2 separate regions of the Mus musculus genome follow, and region 1 is linked to region 2. The links are chromatin contacts, called in public Hi-C maps. All regions are on one chromosome and are shown on one strand. Each heading gives the region's core, a stretch centred on a gene start, on an enhancer-like site or on the middle of the called end of the contact. The rest is flanking DNA. Distances are from core to core; before and after follow the strand shown.

Region 1 (3,187 bases), core at 12-2,511, 800 kb after region 2:
ATCCAAAAAGAACTCAAGGAATTAGACACCAACAAATGACTGGCCCAACTTGAGACCCATCCCACGGGAGAGAGCCAACCCCTGACACTACGAATGATACTCTGCTATGCTTGCAGACAGGAGTCTAGCATAACAGCCCATGGGGGCTCACAGAGACTGAACCACCAACCAAAAAGCATGCATGGGCTGGACCTAGGTCCCCTGGACATATGTAGCAGATGTGTAGCTTGGTCTACATGTGAGTCCCCCAACAATGGGAGCAGAGGCTGTCTCTGACTCTGTTGACTGCCTTTGGATCCCTTCCCCTAGCTGGGCTGCCTTGTCTGACCTCAGAGGGAGAGGATGCACTTGGGCAGGCTGGTACTCATGGGAGGCTTCACCTTCACTGAAGAGAAAGGAAGGGGTAATAGCTAGAGGTGCTTGTGAGGAAGCGACTGGGAGGAGAGGAGGGAGGGGACTTTGATTGGGTTGTAGTATGAATAAAGAAATAAATTAATGAAAAAAAAGAGGACATTGATGAATGTAGCTCTTTCAAAAACTGAATTTTCTGCGCATCCCCATATCTCTAAGGTACACCTCTGCAGCTTCTCTAAGGGGTGGGGCTTCTGTAGAAGCTGAAGCTGACTATGCAGAAGAGGAAAGAGAACCCTAGGACAGGCTGCCAAGGGAAACCAGAGTGAGACCATTCTGCAGAGATGTTATTGTCTTTCTCTGACACACACAGCAGAGAGTCTGTCCCTGACAAGTCAGGATTCCCTGTGTTCTGCAGGCACAGACATGGTGCCTTGGGATTTCTAACTCCTTAATTTTATGTTGCGTAGGATATAAGCAGGATGCACCAAGTACTTGATGCAACATGGTGGGAGGAGCATCCTGCTGACATCTGTTCCTCTCTGGGCCTCAGTTTCTCTATACGAACAATACCACATCTGTCACAATAGAAATCTCACACGCCCAACTGCTTTAGAGAGTGCACTGCTGCCACCTCACTAAGAACAGGCATCCCTTCTTCTGTTTCTTTTACATCACTGACACCCATATCACTGTAGACTTGAAAGCAGGAGACGCCTCTGTACACAGCAGGAACCCAATAGAAACGTGTGACTGGGTACCAGCATATGTCTAGTGCTATTAGTGGTGGGGTGGTAACTACTTTCCAATACTGGTAAAAAAAAAAAAAAATCCATGAGTCATTCATCTGGCAGCATCTTGCTCCAAGGAACCTGCTCCCACCCTTCCTCCATGCTCAGACGCAGATGCGGCACCTTCTGTGGGGGAGGAGAGTCTCCTCCCAGGCACACGTCACCCTCTGGGCCTGCCAGAAGCACTTGTTATACTCTGCCAGAAGACAAGATGCCCACAATCACCATGTTACTCCTGACGCGTATGAGCAGCACCATCCTGCTTACATGTACCCATGCTGGCTGATGGAAAAATCACACTACCAGGAGATCACCACCACCCTTACACCTTCCTACAGTTCCGAGAACTTTTTCTTCTGTCTTGCATCTGCAGAAATTCTCACTCCCACTGAAACTCCATGGGACAGATCTTCCACAGAGCCAGCTGTTACCTCCAGAGGCAGAGGTTACACAAGGACCCCTTCACTCAGGAATTTTTAACTGTCTAAACCGCATTGGTGATGGTAAAATCCCATTGTCAACTTGACTGGATTTCGAATCACTATGGAAACACACCTCTGGGTGTGTCTCTGGGAATGTTTCCAGAAAGCGTTAACTAAAGAGGGAACACTCACCCTAAATGTGAGCACTGCCTTATTATTAAATGGAAGAAAGAAACAGATCAGAAGCAAGCCTGGAGCCAGAGCTAGGAATAGGCAAAAGCCTTGTCCTAGAGGCCCACATTCAAACATGTGCCTGGGGGCACTTCAGATGTAAACCCTAACGGTGGTCCTAGAGAATCTCCCTTGGATGAAGCCAGAGATGCCCCTAAGAGTGAGACCATGATTGACGTACCCAGAGGGTAAAGTGTGGATCCTAAGGGTGGGCAAGAGATGAAGAAAGGGGGATTGACTCTGCCAAAAATACCCAAGAAAAATATAATCAGTAGCCTTTTGTCCATGGCCAACCTACGTGTCATCCTTCTTCCAACCTTGCCCAAGGGGTCGGAGTTTCCTGGCCTGTCCACTCTCATCTCTTAAAAACCCTACCTTTTCCAACTAGAGACTGCTCTCTGGGACATAAAAAGAATACACAGACTTATTCAGAAACAGAGAAACACAAATGAGGACTTCTCTGAGAATCTGCTTATCACCATCAAGTTAAAAAAGTTGAGACAAGCCCCTTCCGCTCCAAGCGAGCCCTGGGCTACCTTGCCAGCAGAGTCTTGCCCAACACCCGCAAGGGCCCACACAGGATTCCCCACGGGATCCTAAGACCTCTGGTGAGTGGAACACAGCGCCTGCCCCAATCAAATCGCGCGGAACCTGAGACTGCGGTACATAGGGAAGCAGGCTACCCGGGCCTGATCTGGGGCACAAGCCCCTTCCGCTCCACTCGAGCCCCGGGCTACCTTGCCAGCGGAGTCGCCTGACACCCGCAAGGGCCCACACAGGATTCCCCACGGGATCCTAAGACCTCTAGTGAGTGGAACACAACTTCTGCCAGGAGTCTGGTTCAAACACCAGATATCTGGGTACCTTCCCTGCAAGAAGAGAGCTTGCCTGCAGAGAATACTCTGCCCACTGAAACTAAGGAGAGTGCTACCCTCCAGGTCTGCTTATAGAGGCTAACAGAGTCACCTGAAGAACAAGCTCTTAACAGTGACAACTATAACAGCTATCTTCAGAGATTACCAGATGGCGAAAGGCAAACGTAAGAATCCTACTAACAGAAATCAAGACCACTCACCATCATCAGAACGCAGCACTCCCACCCCACCTAGTCCTGGGCACCCCAACACAACCAAAAATCTAGACCCAGATTTAAAAACATTTCTCATGATGATGATAGAGGACATCAAGAAGGACTTTCATAAGTCACTTAAAGAATTACAGGAGAGCACTGCCAAAGAGTTACAGGCCCTTAAAGAAAAGCAGGAAAACACAACCAAACAGGTAGAAGTCCTTAAAGAAAAACAGGAAAACACATCCAAACAGGTGATGGAAATGAACAAAACCATACCAGAACTAAAAGGGGAAGTAGAAACAATAAAGAAAACCCAAAGC
Region 2 (3,710 bases), core at 1,081-3,580:
TAAGAGCCAGAGGGGACAGAGGAGGCCAAGAAAACAAGCCCCTTTAAATCAACATGATCAAAGCTCATATGAACTCCCAGGGTGTGGATGGGGACCCACGGACAGGAACAACCAGACCACATAACGACTTGGCGGGGTGGGGTGGTGGTGGTGGTGGTGGTGTGTGGGGCGGGGAGGTTTAACGCCACATAAGGCAGAAGTAGCCTTGAGTGCGTGGTAACATGATCTTGACATATTGATCCCTCCTACCGTATTTTCATCTCCTCTCACCTTCTAAATTCCATCCAGAACACTAAAAGTCCCCCAGCCCTCCCTGCACCCACATTGGACCTTGGGGGAGCGACTGGTTTTGCATCTTCTTCTGTGTGTGATAGCAGGGGTAGAAACCTGCAGCTGCTCTCCTGAACACCTTGAAGTCATCGACCTGATCTGAGGGGCAGAGGGGGCTGGATAGGGGGCAGATGGTGGCTTCAGGACAGGGTTCAGGAGCGTGGGGGTGGAGTTATGCCGAAGTCTTCGCTCCTGGGTCCACACCTTGCCTCTGCCCTCTCCCCTTATTTTCTCTCTCTAGCCCACCCTGTCTTACCACCCTCCTCTCCCCGTAGCGCTCCCACACACCAGAAGCCCTGGGCCACAGCTTCTGAGGTAGGTGGCCGGCCAAATTCAAAGCCCTGAGCCTGGTTGTCTCAGCTGAGGCAGAGGAAGTCTCTACCATTTGATCTTTATGTTGCTGCTCAGGCGTCTCAGCGGTTACAAATAGCCCAGCCCTCTGCGTGCTGACGGCAGCAATGGGACATTACAGTAATGTACCCATTCAAACAGAGTGGATGCCAAGATTGCTACAGCAGCTTTTAGCCACGGAACATTTAGCCTTCAGTAATAGCATTCTGGGTCCCTCTGGAAGCTTCCTCGCAGATGCACCTGGGATATCCCCGCCCCACCACAGCTCTGGGACCGAAGAAGGGACAAAGAAGAGTTCTCATTTCTGTTGAGGAAACACATTCAAATAAGGGAGCCTCATGCAGAAAATAGGAAAGGGATCGCTGACGAATGCCATGATCATATGATAATGTACGCGCATCCTCCACACCGATCACGGGCGAGGTCTCCTTAACGGCTGTGTTGTCACTGAGACCAGGAGACAGAGCAGCTGTCGGGAGACACACATGGTAGCGCTCTGCCTTACAGCACTACACCCCCAAGCCCATGACCTTGACCTTTTAGACAAGGAAAGTCATTTCAGGGCTGGCCTCGGGAAATGCTAGACTCAGAGGAAGCTGGCCTGTCCTTGGCCTCCCAGGCTCCAATCTCAAGGCTCCTATGCTGTTCTGGGATCTCTACTCTGTGCCCTCCTGTCTTCCTGAGCACCAGTCCTCAGGAGCCCGCAGAATTTACACAGCAGGCCTTGCCTACTAATAGGAGCTCAGTAAATCGCCAAGGCTGCAATAGAATTACCAGAGGCCTTGCTCTGTGGTCACCCATGTGGAGAAATGGAGCAAGACAGTGTCCTATCTCTGTAACCCCTTTACCTCACTACTGCTCACAAAACAGGGAAGAAAACTGATAAGGGTCGGGGGCCTGAATCGGATCTCTCCACCCTGGCTTGCCAAAACTGCACCATCTGTTACCTAAGGGAATTCCCTAGGACTCAGAAGACCCATTCTACAGATGAGGAGAGCGAGGCACAGAAAGGTCCAACACGAGTAGGAAGTGACAGCCATGGAGCTGTATCCCAGCGTTCTAGTCCTTCATCCTATCTACTGTAGCTTTGATCTGTGCTCAAAGTTGCCAAGGTGAATATTTATAAACTCTCAGAACTCAAGAGGTTGTGGAGTAAGTAGGCTCCCCCTACCCCCAAATCACTACACAGCTTGCTTTGAAATCAAACTAGAAAATACCTGGGGAGCACAAAGCGGGTAAATGGGGAATGGGCAGGACCTTGAACTTTGCTCGAAGGTCCACATAGAAGAACTCAGGCAGCTTTTCTCCTCCCAGATTCCACTTTGGGTCTCACTTTTATTGGTCTTTTCTTTAGTTATGTGTTGTTGTTGTTGTTGTTGTTGTTGTTGTTGTTGTTGTTGTTGTTGTTGTTGTTGTTGTTGTTGGTGGTGGTGGTGGTGGTGGTGGTGGTGGTGGTGGTGGTGGTGGCTGCAACCCTCTTGATTTGGTGAGACTTAGCTGCTGCGTTCATGCGGTTTAGTCCGAATCCGTAATTCATCATGCGAACAGCAGAGGGCGCTCGTGTCCTTGGAGAACGAATTGGGTTTCCCACCGCCCCGTTCTCATTCATCCGCGAGGTCTTTACTTCTTTGCTACTGGTGCAGGCTAGGGTGGAGCAATGCTTAAGAGAGAGGGCTTCCGAGCCTGCCAGCTGCAGATCCTGGCACATCTGTGTGTGTGCCTTCCTCATCTGTTCTGCCTTTAAGGAAGCAGAGTGGCTTGGGGAAGAAAACGGAGAAGAGGGGGCGGGGCTTCAGAGCGTACTGACCACATCGGTGAGTCGCTCAGGATTAGCATTTCATCTGAGCACAGGTCAGACTGTTCCCAGAGGAGCAGAGAAGCATCAATTCCTAATAGGGTGGGAGTGGGGTGGAGGGGCAGGGTTTATAAACTTGGCGATCTCTCCATGTTTCTTTGGGCAGGTCACCAAGCCCTTGTGTGTCAAGTTTCTGAATATGAAGCGGAGATTATTTAAAAATTGATCATCTCTAAAGTCCCTTCCAGGGCTCAAGCCTGGGTTTGTACCTTTCTCTCAGTTCTTTCGTAGAGCATACTGGCCTCAGCCCTCTGGCATGCCAGAGCCATGTCTGGGGGACTCAGGGGACTAGGTTGACTGACAGGCAGACCGTCCCATTCCAATCCCTGCTGCTGCCTTCTTTCTGCTCCTTGAGGAGGAAGGCTACCTGGTCACCATGTCCTTGAGACAGTTAGTGTGAGCATCACCTGCAGATGCTGCGACCATCTCCTTGAACAGCCATGCTCATCAGCAACACTACACCGCAGCTCTGACCTGAGTGGGAGGAAGGTTTCCTGCACTGAAGACAAGGTGGTGTGATAGGATGGGGGAAACCAAGCTGTGGTCTTGGCTCTGCAAGGACCTCTCTGGGCACATAGGAGAAAAAATCCTTTGTGTCTTTGAGCCTCAGTATGCCCATCCACAGAATGGGTGGCTGGCATTGGTTTCTAGGCCTTTCTGCTTTAAGGACTGCAGCTCTGAATTCTTGTCAAGCATACTTCTCTATCTGACTCTGTGGAGAAGCAGGAGGAAGGGGACTATTTCTGGAAGATACCAGAGAGGGAAGAGAGAAAAGGAAGATAAGGGGAACCCTTAGAAACATGTACCTCCCTGTCTTAGTCAGGGTTTCTATTCCTGCACAAACATCATGACCAAGAAGCAAGTTGGGGAGGAAAGGATTTATTCAGCTTACACTTCCACATTGCTGTTCATCACCAAGGAAGTCAGGACTGGAACTCAAGCAGGTCAGGAAGCAGGAGCTGATGCCGAGGCCATGGAGGGATATTCCTTACTGGCTTGCTTCCCCTGGCTTGCTCAGCCTGCTCTCTTATAGAACTCAAGACTACCAGCCCAGGGATGGTCCCACCCACAAGGGGACTGCCCCACTTGATCACTAATTGAGAAAATGCCTTACAGCTGAATCTCACGAAGACATTTCCTCAAGGGAGGCTCCTTTCTCTGTGATAACTCCAGC

Evidence for each region. Hi-C and Micro-C count contacts between places; a contact is called where the count stands out from the background.
Region 1: a Hi-C map of cerebral cortex shows a contact between it and region 2, with 3 times the contacts expected there. The contact joins two enhancer-like sites. A contact is called at or near these places in 4 of 484 Hi-C or Micro-C datasets (the HL-1 cell line, cerebellum, cerebral cortex and 1 more) and 1 of 115 datasets of contacts at active chromatin or transcription factors (embryonic basal ganglia).

Annotation. Positions count from the first base shown.
Region 1 is chr6:32,738,275-32,741,461 of GRCm38.p6, forward strand. No RefSeq gene overlaps it. Among named protein-coding and RNA genes, the nearest start is that of Gm32007, 83 kb to the left of the region's middle. Within about 2 kb of position 1,262, at least 11 of the 459 cell types and tissues checked have an H3K27ac peak or open chromatin away from gene starts, as enhancers often do. A contact at or near this core is called in cerebral cortex, where this site is marked.
Region 2 is chr6:31,936,116-31,939,825 of GRCm38.p6, forward strand. No RefSeq gene overlaps it. Among named protein-coding and RNA genes, the nearest start is that of Gm31894, 80 kb to the right of the region's middle. Within about 2 kb of position 2,331, at least 46 of the 459 cell types and tissues checked have an H3K27ac peak or open chromatin away from gene starts, as enhancers often do. A contact at or near this core is called in cerebral cortex, where this site is marked.